Linked DNA regions of Hordeum vulgare: region 1 is linked to region 2. Evidence: chromatin contacts called from public Hi-C data. All regions are on one chromosome and are shown on one strand. Each heading gives the region's core, a stretch centred on a gene start, on an enhancer-like site or on the middle of the called end of the contact. The rest is flanking DNA. Distances are from core to core; before and after follow the strand shown. Region 1 holds the start of LOC123446242. Region 2 has its middle 54 kb from the start of LOC123446240.

Region 1 (6,655 bases), core at 659-3,158, 940 kb before region 2:
TTGATCATCGGCCTGTCGTTCATTAATTAGCTGCTCTTTTGGTTAAGTCATGATCATTTCTCAAAACAAAACAAAACAAAAGCAAAATCATGACGCAGCTATGATTGTTACAGAGTTAAAGTGGCAAATGAGCTCGGTACTGGCAGTGCGAGGAGGGCCAAGTTCGCCATCGCCAATGTGGTCGTCACTTCCTTCTTCATCGAATTTGTATTGTTTGTATTCTTCCTTGTCTTCTGCGGAAACATCGCGTACATGTTTACCGAGATCCGAGCGGTAGCTGACGCGGTGGCGGACCTTTCACCTCTCCTGGCATTCTCTATTCTGCTGAACAGTGTTCAACCAGTGCTATCAGGTTAGCTTCACCGTTTTATTGTTCCTAAGGTAGACTCACACGATCGACTGTTGGTATAGGCCTGTTTTCGATCTAAAGTAACATCACCCTCTTGCTTGACTACCTGCAGGCGTTGCTGTTGGTGCCGGCTGGCAAGGTGTGGTCGCTTATGTTAACATCACATCCTACTACTTGATTGGCATCCCACTTGGGGTAGTACTTGGTTATGTTGTAGGATTTCAAGTAAAGGTAATTACAAAGATAATCAGCCCCTCACACCATTACCTTGGTGTGTCATCTTCTCCCTGATTTGTGTTTGTAACTGAATGTTAAAATTCTCAGGGCATTTGGACCGTGATGCTGGTGGGAACACTGGTCCAAACTGTTGTACTTGTGTTCATAACACTTGGGACAGACTGGCAAAAACAGGTACTCATCAGATAATGCATATGTAGTAACACTGATCATTTGTTTGCTCTTCACTTTGTTGCGTTAGTCTTTCGATCGATACTCATCAGATAATGCATATGTGTAACGCTAGAACTAGAAGGCACTGATATACTACTGTACTAAATTATGTGTGTGTTTAAAGTTTTAACCCCCAATCTTCTTTTTGCAGGTAAATATTGCTCATGCGAGACTGAAGAGATGGTACATGGACGAGGACACAAGATTGCAAGGTTCAGCTGGAAAGTAGCCCGTCCTGATAATCATTCAGACCTTCTACCAGCATCTCAAGAACAAATCAGCACAAACAACTTCAGCACAAGCGTATGATTTGTTTGATTTTTCTTTTATGTAATAGGAGTAACAAACATGGTGTTGCGCTGAGGTGATGTGCGTGAGCTCAAAATCTGCCTCTGCTCCGTGAACAAACGAATTTCGCACGATGGGATTCCACCCAAATTCAAAAGAAATTCCTTACTGGGCATGCATCATAATCTGCAATTGGCAATTGCAGGTTTGGAATGGAGCAATGTAAACTGCTAAAGAAAAGTTTGCAGAATTTGTACAGAGTTGATTGAACTAACAGGACGGTGTTACGGCAACAACCTACTTGGTCTGGTTGGTTTCGATTCTCCGGCCAGCCCAGTTCATGGCCCGGGGGCTAAGCTAAGCTGGGCGAGCCGACACGCGATGTCCCCTCCGGCGGCGGAGGCGCCCACCTCCGCCGCGGCCACTCGCAGCCCCTCGAGCCTGTCAGCGATGCCGTCCAGGGCTGCAAGCGCTGTCGTGACCGGGGAGATGGCGCCGCAGACCGCGGCGCAGGAGGCCTCATCGAGGAAGCAGAGAGCGAACTCATCGCCGGAGCCTTGCTCCGCCCAGGAGAGCGTGGACCCGTCCAGCCTCTCGAAGGCGTCGCCCGCGAGGATTGGGTACGCGAAGACGATACGCTGGGACTGGTGGGGCTGCTTGTCGGGACCGGAGTACATGACGAGGGAGTGGCCCTGCGGGCGGAGGACCCGGACGGCGGCGTAGGCGGCGCCGAGGCTGCACCACTGGCCGTCGCCGCCGCCGCCGCGGTGGAAGAACTGGACGGGGTAGGAAGAGTCGGTGGCCATTGGACCGATCGATCGATGGGGAGAGGAGGAAGCCCTATGCTATTTTTGAGGAAAGAGAAAGCCCTTTGCCTCAGGGTCGCCTGCAGAGAGCCGTTGCTGGGCCGGCCCAGCACCGCCACAGTAAACCACTTGGTGAGGATGCCGTGCTGACGTCATCCGTAATTTCCTTATTTTCTTCACGCTGTTGTTTACTTTCTTTATTTATTTCTTTTACTATTACTTAATTATATTTTGAAATTTTATAAATATATATTACGAAAAAAAATTACGTAAAATTTGAAAATGTTAAACGTAGAAAGGTCATTTTATGCGTCACGCTATCCCACGTTCAGTCTCGTCTCCATCATTACAACACATGTATTGGAGCTCATGTTACATAAATATTTAAATTTACAATAAGAATTGTGTTGCAGATTTTTCTTTTTGTATTCACCTTTTTGAAACGTAGATGATGTTGCAATCGATTTTTTACAAAGAAATATGATGTCGCAGCAACATTGTCGTTGTTGTTGTTGTCGTCGTTTACAACTCCATCGTTGTTGCAGAAACTCGTAGCATGCCCAATGCCTCAAGATGGTAGGTACCTAGCTCGTAGCATGACCAAGAACTCACAGCACCTCACTGGTTATTAAATGACACAACATTTGCATCTTTTTCAAATAATTGTTTTCTTTTTTAACTAAATTTAACCTCTCGATAAGAAGGTCGATTAGAATTTCTGGTTCACGTACCTTCTAGATAAAAACATCTATGTCACATTGGTCGGCATAATTGTCATAAACACTAAATAATACAAATAGTTATAAAATAAAATATACCATGTTCGAATCATAGGCCGCACGAGGGCCGACATGGACAGATACCAAAACCATCGCACTATATAATAACAAACAACAATAAAAGTAAGAAATTTATACAAGCATCTATTTATATCATTCAAGTAAGCTTTTTTTTCTTTTAAAAAGAAGATAAGAACAAGAGGATCACCACGCTGGTGTCGGCGACGAGATCGGCGCCGTCGATCAACGATGGTAAGGACGGAGACAGGACAGCATCCTACACATGTGCAGACTTTAAGAAGTTAATCTGAGCTCAAATTATGCATCTAAATCAAAAAAAACTCTCACATACACTCCTACACTAAAACCCACAAACCACTCTACTTTTAGAGAATTTGAAATGAGTTAAACTAGCAGTGAGAGATGAAAAGATGAAGTAGCTAATCTTTTAGAACACTTGTGTAGTTTGTGCACCGTCAAACCTAGACAAATCTTGAGAAAAATGAAGCTTGGAAGCCGAGCTTGGAGAGGAAAAAGATTAAGTGTGGCTCGGGCATTTCATCAACCATCCCGTGTGCGTGCATAGAACGGTGGCAAGAGCAGGGCATGCACACCTCTTACATGGCCAAAAATAGAGGAGATGGTGGAAGGGCGAGGGTATATATAGGCATCTCTTTGGTCCCGGTTGGTGGCCAGAACCGGAACAGAAGACTAACGGTCATGTCCCAGGAGCGAGGACCACTGGCCGTCCCCGCGGAGGCTGCACCACTCGCTGTCGCCGCCGCCGACGCAGTGGAAGAATCGGACGAGGTAGGAAGAGTGGGTGGCCATTGGACCGATCGATCGATGGGAGAGGAGGAAGCCCTATGCTATTTTTGAGGAAAGAGAAAGCCCTTTGCCTCAAGGTCGCGTGCAGAGAGCCGTTTCTGGGCCGACCCAGCACCGCTACAGTAACCACATGGTGGGGATGCCGTGCTGACGTCACCCGTTTACTTTTTTCACATTGTTGTTTACTTTTTTATTTAATTCTTTTACTATTACTTACTATTTATATTTTTTGAAATTTTATAAATATATATTAGAAAAAACATTTTACATAAAATTTTGAAAATATTAAATGTCTGTAAAAAGAATTGTGTTACGCTTCGATCGAAGGATCTTTCTAAAAGATCTGCCGCCTTAGCATCCGTTAGATCTAACACCATCCCACGTCTAGCCCCCGTCTCGGTCACTGCAACACATGCACTGTTGCAAAAATATTTACAACAGAGCTCATGTTACATGAATATTTACATTTACAATAAAGATTTTGTTGTAGTTTTTTTTGCGTATTCACCTTTTTGACACGTAGATGATGTTGCAATCGAATTTTTACAAAGAAATGTGATTTTGCAACAACGTTGTCATTGTTATTGTCATCGTTTGCAACTCCGTCGCTGTTGCAGAAACTCGTAGCATGTCCAATGCCTCAATATGGTAGGTACCTAGCTCGTAGCATGGCCAACAACTCACAGCACCTACAATGCATGCACACTGGTTATTAAATGGCACAACACTTGCATCTTCCTTAAGCGATGGAGGATCAGTTTTTTTTGGCGTCTTAAAAATAAGTTCCTCATATTTGGTTTGGATGGAATTAAAAGGGATTCTATTAGTCTCTACATCAAAAAGTCTCTATAAACAAACATCCTCTAAATCGTCTCTTTTGTTCATTGAGGCTTTTGAAATAATGATTGGACAACTAGTTTAGATGCAACTTATCTTTTAAGCCGCTCAAAAGAACTAGCCAATGCATGTAGACAATGATTATATATACGGCCAAATAAATTTGAACAAGCAAAGCGATCCAATGCTTACATTTTTCTCAAGAGTGCCTGGACGTCATTGTAGAACAACCGGTGGTCGAGCTTCTCCGCGGTGGACGGGAAGAGCTTCTGTTGCCCATCGAATGTGCCCGAGCTGCATCCAGAACTGGCAAATGCCAATGTCGCCACCACCACCATGATGAGAACATATATACAACACGACTTTCTAACACGATTGGTCGTGGGGTTTACAACCTTGTGAGAAGGTGGGTGATGGGCTCAGAGTAGAGGATGTTGGATGGCTCGCCGGAGGCGATGCGGCACACTTACAGCTTGATGTCCTCATATTCGCCGACAGTCACTTTCTCCTTGAATGCGTCGAGGAGGTTAGTAGCTGAGGCACATGGTGGTACATGATCCATGAAGTGTCCGAGGTACTCGGTGTGGGAGTTCCGTCTGGGTATCTCTATGAGGACATCCCGTCGGAGCGCTGTTGCGGTGAGATGCTCGATGAGGCAGTTGATGGCAACCACGTCTGCTGGATCGAATTCCAAAAACAACGCCATCGATCAAGCATCAGGACCAGAACATGCACAAAGAGTTTTTCGTGATTACATCCTCTGGACTATTGCTGCATATACATGCAGCATGCAGTTGGACCCAAAATGCAGAAGAAACTTAGTCGGATTAGTTCCTATGACAAACGGAAAGGTGTGACTACTTTGGAGAGTAGTACATCAGAATTTGCGAAACTTTAAAAAAATGTGATGAAACAAAACCCAAATAATCTAAAATTTTAAGAGAACAAACTACGTGAAATGTTTGAGCTTCTTGCAAAATTTCAGTCATCCGAGGAGCTTTCACAAAAAATCACTACTCAAACAGTGCACAAACTTTGAACATTGATTTTATTTTTGCGAGAGCTCCTCTGGTGTTATTTTTGGTTGAAATTTTGCAAGAATCTCTAATATTTGATAAAGTTTGATGTCTCAAATTTTCATATTTTTTTAACTTTGTTACAAACTTGGGTGTAGTACACGAGAGAGTAGAAAATCCACTCTTGACCGGAACAAACCTCCTCGTTCTCAACGAGCTAGCTATCCGACTCATACATCGCTACATACTTATGGGATTGGCTACCGGAAAATGCCAATGGTGCACGGATACTATGGTGTTCGTTTCAAAAACCTTTTTCTGTTATTTATTTCATTTCTATCTACTCTTCATTCCTTTTCCTTCTATTTATTGTCTTCCAAAACTTCATTTTTTTAAAAAAATCAAAAAAAATCAAAAAGATGAAAATATGTTCCTATTATCATATTTCTTCACAAATTGAAAACATGTTTGCACATTTAAAACATGTTTGCCTTTCAGAAAGTATCCGTCAGTTTAATAATTGTTCAAGTTTTAAAAAAATCATGATTTTTAAAAAAATGTTCCTGTTTAAGAAAATATTCGTGTTTTAAATTTGTTTGGGAGTTTCATAATATGTTTTCAATTCAAAAATTTGTTGCGATTTAAAAAAAATCGTGTTTCAACTTTTCTTTGGAAGTTAAAAAAATCATGTTTACTAATTTTGTTTGGGAGTTTTTGAATTATAGGAACAAATTTTTTAAAAGAGATTTTTGTTTGAATTCCTGGACACTTTTTGAAACACAAACATTTTTATGAAAATCACGAACAAATTATGAGAATGAGGCTAATTTTTTAAACACAAACATTTTATGAAAATCTGAACAAATTTTTAGAAGGAGAAAAAAAATTGAAACAAAATACTTCTATGAAATCATGATTTCTTTGTTGAAAATGAGAACATTTTCTTAAATCCCTGAATTGTTTTTCAAAACACGGACAAGTTGCAAAAATCATGCCATTTTTTGAATTCAAGAACAATTTGTAAACACAGACATTTTTGAAAATATGAACACATTATAAAACAAATAACATTTTTTTTGCAATTTCTGATTATTTTTGAAGCATGGACAATTAAATAAAAACTGTGAGCAAATTCTGCACACGAAAACATTTTTTAAATTCGATTTCTTTGAAAAAAATGTCAAACAAAAGAAATAGGAAAAGGAAAAAATAAAAACTAAAACAGGAACATTTCTGGAAAAACAAGAAATATTTTTAAAAGACAGAACATTTTTGAAATTATGAACAGTTTTTGTAAAATAA
Region 2 (7,057 bases), core at 4,526-7,025:
AGATATAAAAGATCGCAGAAACAAAAGTAAATAAATTGCAGCAAGATATTTTTGGTATTTTTGGTTTATAGATCTGAAAGTATAATATGGAAAATAGACCCGGGGGCCATAGGTTTCACTAGAGGCTTCTCTCATAAAGGAAAATAATATGGTGGGTGAAAAAATTACTTTCAAGCAATTGATAGAAAACCGAATAATTATGAAGATATCGAAGGAAATGATTATGCATATAGGCATCACGTCCATGTCAAGTAGACCGAAACGATTCTGCATCTACTACTATTACTCCACACATCGAGCAACTCCTGCCTGCATCTAGAGTATGAAATTCAGGAAGAACAGAGTAACGCATTAAGTAAGATGACATGATGTAGAGGGATAAACTCAGGCAATATGATGAAAACCCCATCTTTTTATCCTCAATTGAAACAATACAATACGTGACTCGCTACCCCTACTATGCCACTGTGTGAGGACAAAGCAAGATTAAACCCAAAACTAAGCACTTCTCCCATTGCAAGAATTACCAATCTAGTTGGACAAACCAAACCAATAACTCGAAGAGACTTGCTAAGATATGAAATCATGCATATAAGAATTCAGAAGAGATTCATATAATATTCATAGATAATCTGAACATAAACTCACAGTTCATCGGATCTCGACAAACACACAACAAAAGAGTATTACATCGGATAAAATCTCCATGAAGATCATGAAGAACATGGTATTGAAGATCAAAGAGAGAGAAGAAGCCATCTAGAGACTAGCTATGGATCCGTAGGTCTATGATGAACTAGTCACGCATCATCGGAGGGGCAATGGAGTTGATGTAGATGCCCTCCATGATCAATTCCCTCTCCGGCAGATTACTGGAAAAGGCTCCTAGATTGGATCTCACGGGAATAGAGGCTCCCGGCGGCGGAAAAGTATTTTCGTGGCTCTCTTTAGTGATGCGGGAATATTTGGGAATTTATAGGCCAAAGAACAGGGTTAGGAGGCGTGCAGGGGACCCACAAGCCAGGGGGTGCGACCACCCCCCTAGGGCACGCCCTGCAGGCTTGTGGCCTCCCGGCAAGTGCCCTGCCCTCTACTCCAAGTCTTTTGGGTCTTTCCTAGTCCAAGAAAAATCATTCCGGAGATTTTGTTCCGGTTGGACTCCATTTAATATTCCTTATCTGCAATACTCAAAAACATGAAAAAATTAGAAGCTCGCACTAGGCTCTAGATTAATATGTTAGTCTCAAAAATAATATAAAACAACATATTAATGCATATAAAACATCCAAAACAGATAATATAATAGCATTGAACAATCAAAGTATAGATACGTTGGAGACGTATCAGCTGCCTATATATACCCCTTCATCCATCTCTCATTCGTGGGAGAAGCACTCAGAGCACACACTTCATTGCCAGATCCATTTTTCTGAGAGACAGAGCCACCTACTCATGTGTTGAGACCAAGATATTCCAATCCAATCATTTGAAACTTGATCTCTAGCCTCCCCAGACTGCTTTTCCACCAAATCAATCTCTCCTACCCATGCCTATTCCGTGATAGAGTGATTTATTTATGAGGAGACTATCTTTAGAAGCACAATAGCAAGGAGCTCATTGATCTACCACATCTATTACCTTTTGGAGGGTAGTGCCTCCTAGATTGGTTAGGTGTCTCTTTGGAGCCTCCTACTTCGTGTTGTGGAGTTGAACCAAGATGTTTGTAAGGGCAAGGAGACCGCCTACTTCGTGAAGATCTATCGTGAGTGAGGCTAGTCCTTCGTGCGCGGAAGCCGTGGTGGAATATACAAGGCCACTTCTTGGTGGACCCCTTGTGGGTGGAGCCCTCCGTGGACTCTCGCACCCATAACCCTCCGTCGGTTGAAGTCTCCACTAACATGGACGTACGGTAGCGCCACCTATCGGAACCATGCCAAAAATCGTTGTGACAACCTCTTTGCGTTTTTTCTCATAAACTCTACTCCTTTACATGTGCAAAGTATTTACTTTTCCGCTGCCATATATGTTGACTAGCATGTGTAGGGTGTACTAGACTTGTTAGAACTGCTGAATTTTTGCCTTCCTTGAAATTGGGTTAGGCTAGGATATTTATCTTGACAAGTAGTCTATTCACCCCCCCCCCTCTAGACACATCTTCTATCGATCCTACAACTGTCGCCGCCCCACTACCGCCGCCCTTGTTGCCACCACCGCAAGCGTGACACTTTTGGTTTTTGTTGAAGGATTTGCTGGATCGCTTGACGCAGGACCATGCACCATGGCCTTCACACTTGCATAATTGACACCTTGGTTCACCCCACCTTGATTGTTGTTGGAGAGGTTTCCGACATCAAGGTCATGACACTATAGCCAGGGCCACGAGAGTCACCACAACCGTCGCTGCCACCTGCAAGGAAGCGATCACGATAGCCGTCGTTGGCAACGAGGTTGACAGAGTAGCTGTTGATGTCGCCATTTTGCGCCTCAAGACGAGCTTCAGCCCTGAATAGGATGGAGAAGAGGTCGCCAAGGCTGATCACGTGATCCATACGAACCGAGAGAGCTGACACAAACGGATTGAAATCCGCGTCCAGCCACCCAAGGATATAGGAGACAACTTCTTCTTCGTCAAGGGGCTTCCTGGTTGCAGCAAGTTCATCTACAAAGCTTTTCATCTTGGTGAAGTAAGTAGAAAAGGGTAGATCAGCTTTGCGTGTGTGGTTGAGTTGCCCTCAGAGTTGGATGATCTTGGCCCGAGATTGGGACGCGGACATCTGGTGGATTGCCTTTCATACACCAGCGGAAGAAGAGATGTCGATGACTTGTAGAAAGATGTCCCGCGAGAGAGAAGCCAACAGAAACGTCAGGACCTGCTGGTCCTAAGTATACCAGATGGCATACACAAGATTAGGAGTTTGGGTGGTCTCCTTCTTCTAGGAGATCTCCTTCTCCTCGACAAGAACAACAGCGGGCGCACCCATGGCGCCATCGTGGAAGCCCATCATGCCCGCAGCCCTGATGTGCAGGAGCACTTGGGCTTGCGAGACCAAAAAATTGTCCCTCGCAAGCTTTTCAGAGATGGTGTGGCCAAGCGATGCAAGGGATGGATCAGCCATGGAGGAAGAGGAAGATGCAATCAACATAGATGGGAGGAAGAAGAGACTCTGATACCATATGAGGATAGGCTGGAAGCGCATGCCTTTAGGCAGGGACGTGTTCGTGTTATATTGATCGAGAAACGATCGAGAGATACAAGAGGCTTTGGTTGTTACATACTTGATACGCACATCAAGAAGAAAGAAGAGTCCGTAACCAACCTAGCCGAGTTTACAACAAAGTACAACACGCACACGACCCTAATACATCCCTGACACATCATGTTTAACACTATGATTGTGCTCTACACAATGAAAATATTGAAGAAACTGATATGCATTTGTTCTAGGACTGCCTATTTGCTCAAGATTGTTGGCAATTCAAAGGTTTAGCGGCATCTCTTTATTTGATGAGATCATCCTTAGCACTCAAGCTCTTTCGAAAATACATTGCAATAGGCATTAGCATTTTGGGATGTTGAAACATATGGATCCAGAGAGATGGGAAAATCTTCCAAAATGAGGTGCCAACCATTCTTTCTTGAAACTTCTTGCCTAAGAAAGATCTTCTAAATCTGCAACATAGGATTAAAGACAAGCACTTGTAGTTCATACAGGATTGGATCGACACTCATACTATGTGATCATGTTATAGAAATAACTAGCATTGGTTAGGCCGGGTGTCCTTTAGTACCTTATTTACTTTTCTTTGTATTCTCTCTTTTGTAATTATTTTACTGTTTTTAACAAATATAAAAATTACCTTAGAACAATAATTTGATGATTTTAGACTTAGAAGAAACATATTTCGTACATCAGAGCTTTTGGTCCATATGTACGAGAAAGTGACCGAAAACTCGTAGCTCGCGAGCTTAATGAACACTCCGTAGCTCAGCTCGTTAAGCTCGTAGCTCGCTTCTTAATAAACAGAGCCAATCCTAAGTTTCATTTCATTAAATTAATGAGCTTAATGAATGAGCTAACGAGTTTTACAAGCAACTCGTTAATACAACATAACACATATTTTTTATGTTAAATGACAATATTTCTTGACACGTCAATCCATCTATTATATCTAATGAATCCAACCTAACCCCACATAAGACTATAACTAGCATACCTCCTCACGTAGCCACTATCTTTCATCATAAAAAACACATCCGAGTTTTTTACTCGTTAAGCTTAACAAATCGAGTACCCGCGAGTGCTCACGAGCTTAACGAGCTTTTAGTGAATAGAGCCGATCAAAGTTTTTTGATCGTTAAACTTAACAAATCGAGTCTTAACGAGCATGAGGTTTAACGAGCCGACTAGCTCGTTAATCCATCCCTACTTTCTTGTGTGGCCAACCAACAGCACGCCAATTTTTTGACAGACAAATCAGCCGCCGGGCCTCGCCAAAGAATTGGTCACGGGTTGAACGACAAGGGCAGTTGGGCTTCAGGCGAGCCAAATTATTATAGATGATCTAAATGGTAATTAGCGTTCTAGTCAACGCCAAAATTTTGGATTGGCGGACGGTGGCACCGATCCAAACAGCCCCTACGGCACCCGCCACACCTAATCTCAGTATGGGCTTCTAAAACTTGCTAAAATTCAGGCAAAAGTATAGCGTGTACCTTTGAATCAAAATTTAAAACATATGTCGAGAAAAAAAAATTATGTATGATGTTAACCGTTGGCTGTCTTATGGACGATCGGTTTCTTCCTTAACTCATCTTTTTTTTTCCACGGGATCGGAAGCACTTTCCGTAACTGATGGGTGGAGTGTCTTGTGGAGGGACATGCAGCATGCATGCACCTCTTTCTACCTCTCTTGGTGCCTCGGGCGGTCAGGCCTCCGCTAGAACACACGCACAAGGAGACTAGTACAACGCGGTAGTCTTCGTCCATCATGCCGGCATGATCGATAGATTTTTTTATTTTATTTTTTTTGCGTTCATGATCGATAGGATTTGACGATTATCTGATGAGTGTTGAGTATTCCGGTCCGGTAGACGTGGGAGACAGAGAACGAGAATTTCAGTAATTTGGACGAATAATATAATGTACTCGTACTATCCTAGCTTGGGAACTTGACCAGTTTCGAGTCGAGGAGATCGACAGAGTGCATACGTAGTAATACTAAAGAAGGGGCAGCTACGGAGTTTCAGTTTGGAGTGGCTACCGCTCCAAACTACTTTCGATGTCACGTAAATTTTTTTAGTTAGCACAATGTTGAGCCCAAATTTAGTACTCTTTCTGTAAAGAAACATAAAAACATTTAAATCATTGAAATAGTGATTTGAACATTCTTATATTTTTTACGGAGGGAGTACCCGATTTTATAGCTACCTGTGTGCACATGGCGAGATTTGGTTTTCAAGATTGATCCAGAGGGCCTTTTCCAACGACACCGACCAAATAACTGGTAGTTTATGATTTGGGAAAGAAGATGGAGAACGGGAGGAAGATGATGAGATGAAGACGTGCTTTTTCTAGAGAGGAAGACGATGAGATGGTGGCGTGTTTCTGTGAGTGAGTCAAGGAAATAATTTAGGAAGCAATTCATGCTTGGCTTCTGTTCGTGCTTTTCTTTTCTAGACAAACTTCCGTTTGTGCTTGTGTATGACTTCAAGGGTATGGGCCCCTGCTCGTGCTGGGCCCTAGTCCGTCGCACTCGTCGCCATGGCCCATGGCCGGCCCTGCTCCTATCTCGCTCTTACTGCCGCAGATTGTCAACTTTCGGCCATGGAGCTTCTCCTGCTAGCCAGTACAGATAACGAGCAATAGAACCAATAATAGCGCAGCTCCTCACATTTCATTTTTTTCCTGTTTTCATTTTCTTGTTAAAAAATCCAAAAAAAAAAATCATCCTGAAATTTGTTTATAAGTTCAAAAATTAATTTGTCTTTAAAAAATTGTTCGTGTTTCCAGAAACTGTTTGTATTTTTCAAAAGAAATATTCGTTTTTATGGAAAATTATAGGGATTTTAAAAAATCATGTTCATAAAAAAATTAACATTTTACAAACCTGTGAACAATTTTTGGTATAAATAAAAATAATAATTAAACGCTAAGATTTTAAATTCTTAACCAAATTTAGAATTGCGAATAATTTTTGAAATCGGGAATATTTTTGAAACTCCTGAATAAATTCAAAAACCGAAATGTTTTTAAATTTGGAAACAACTTGTGAAACACAGGAATGTTTTTTTAGAAAGGCAAACAATTTTTGAAATCATGAATGTTTTTCGAATTTCTTTTAGAAAAATGAAAATATGACCATTTTTTGAACTTCTGAACAATTTTTGAAAAGCATGAAATTTTATACGTTACCATATGTTTTTGAATTTGTGTATAATATTTGAAAGAAAGATTGTTTTTAAGTTTTAAATATTTTATGATAAATATGAAACTTTTTTTAAATTTACAAATATTTTCCAAAATATAGGAACATTTAAAAAAAAATTAAACTTGAAAAAGGAAAAAATAAAAAATTCTAAAGTGAAGAAAAAGGACAGAAAATAAAAAAGAAATGGAAAAACTAAAAAGATACAAAAGTAAGGGAAAAGAAAACAACCAGAAAACCAGTAAAATCCGGTCCAAGAACCTTCTAGAAGGTTGTCAAAACCAGTCACATTGTCCACGAACTTCCTAAAAACATATTTTGTCAATCTCACTTGGAGCTACAATGGGCCGACTCAGTTACTTGTCCGCTCCTTCGCTTCTATGCGTTTCTGTGGCAAGTTGACACAACGTGTGTCACAAATACAATAAGAAGATCTCCACGTTAGCCCAACCTAACATGGTGTCCAAAAGCCGTCATCATCACACTTGCTTCACGTGAAAATACAATCTAGTTGGTGGAGTGGATCGCATGGGCCTAATTGCTACTCTAGGCCCATAATAATGGAACCGAAAAAGGTGATAATAGATGATCCATTGAAAGACTTTCTAGCCATGGACTCCATGGACCCTGG

Evidence for each region. A called contact is a pair of places that touch in the nucleus more often than the background predicts.
Region 1: a contact with region 2 is called in a Hi-C map of leaf, with 2.8 times the contacts expected there. The contact joins the promoter of LOC123446242 here to the enhancer-like site in region 2. A contact is called at or near these places in 2 of 6 Hi-C or Micro-C datasets (leaf and seedling).

The regions. Positions count from the first base shown.
Region 1 is chr4H:128,176,068-128,182,722 of MorexV3_pseudomolecules_assembly, reverse strand. It overlaps LOC123446242, which reads right to left and starts at 1,908. Exons shown (of 2, transcript XM_045122917.1): 1 at 1,389-1,908; 2 at 1,212-1,273. The coding sequence starts at 1,893. The coding sequence ends at 1,426.
Region 2 is chr4H:127,242,174-127,249,230 of MorexV3_pseudomolecules_assembly, reverse strand. No RefSeq gene overlaps it. Among protein-coding and RNA genes, the nearest start is that of LOC123446240, 54 kb to the right of the region's middle. Within about 2 kb of position 5,775, at least 2 of the 3 cell types and tissues checked have open chromatin away from gene starts, as enhancers often do. A contact at or near this core is called in leaf, where this site is marked.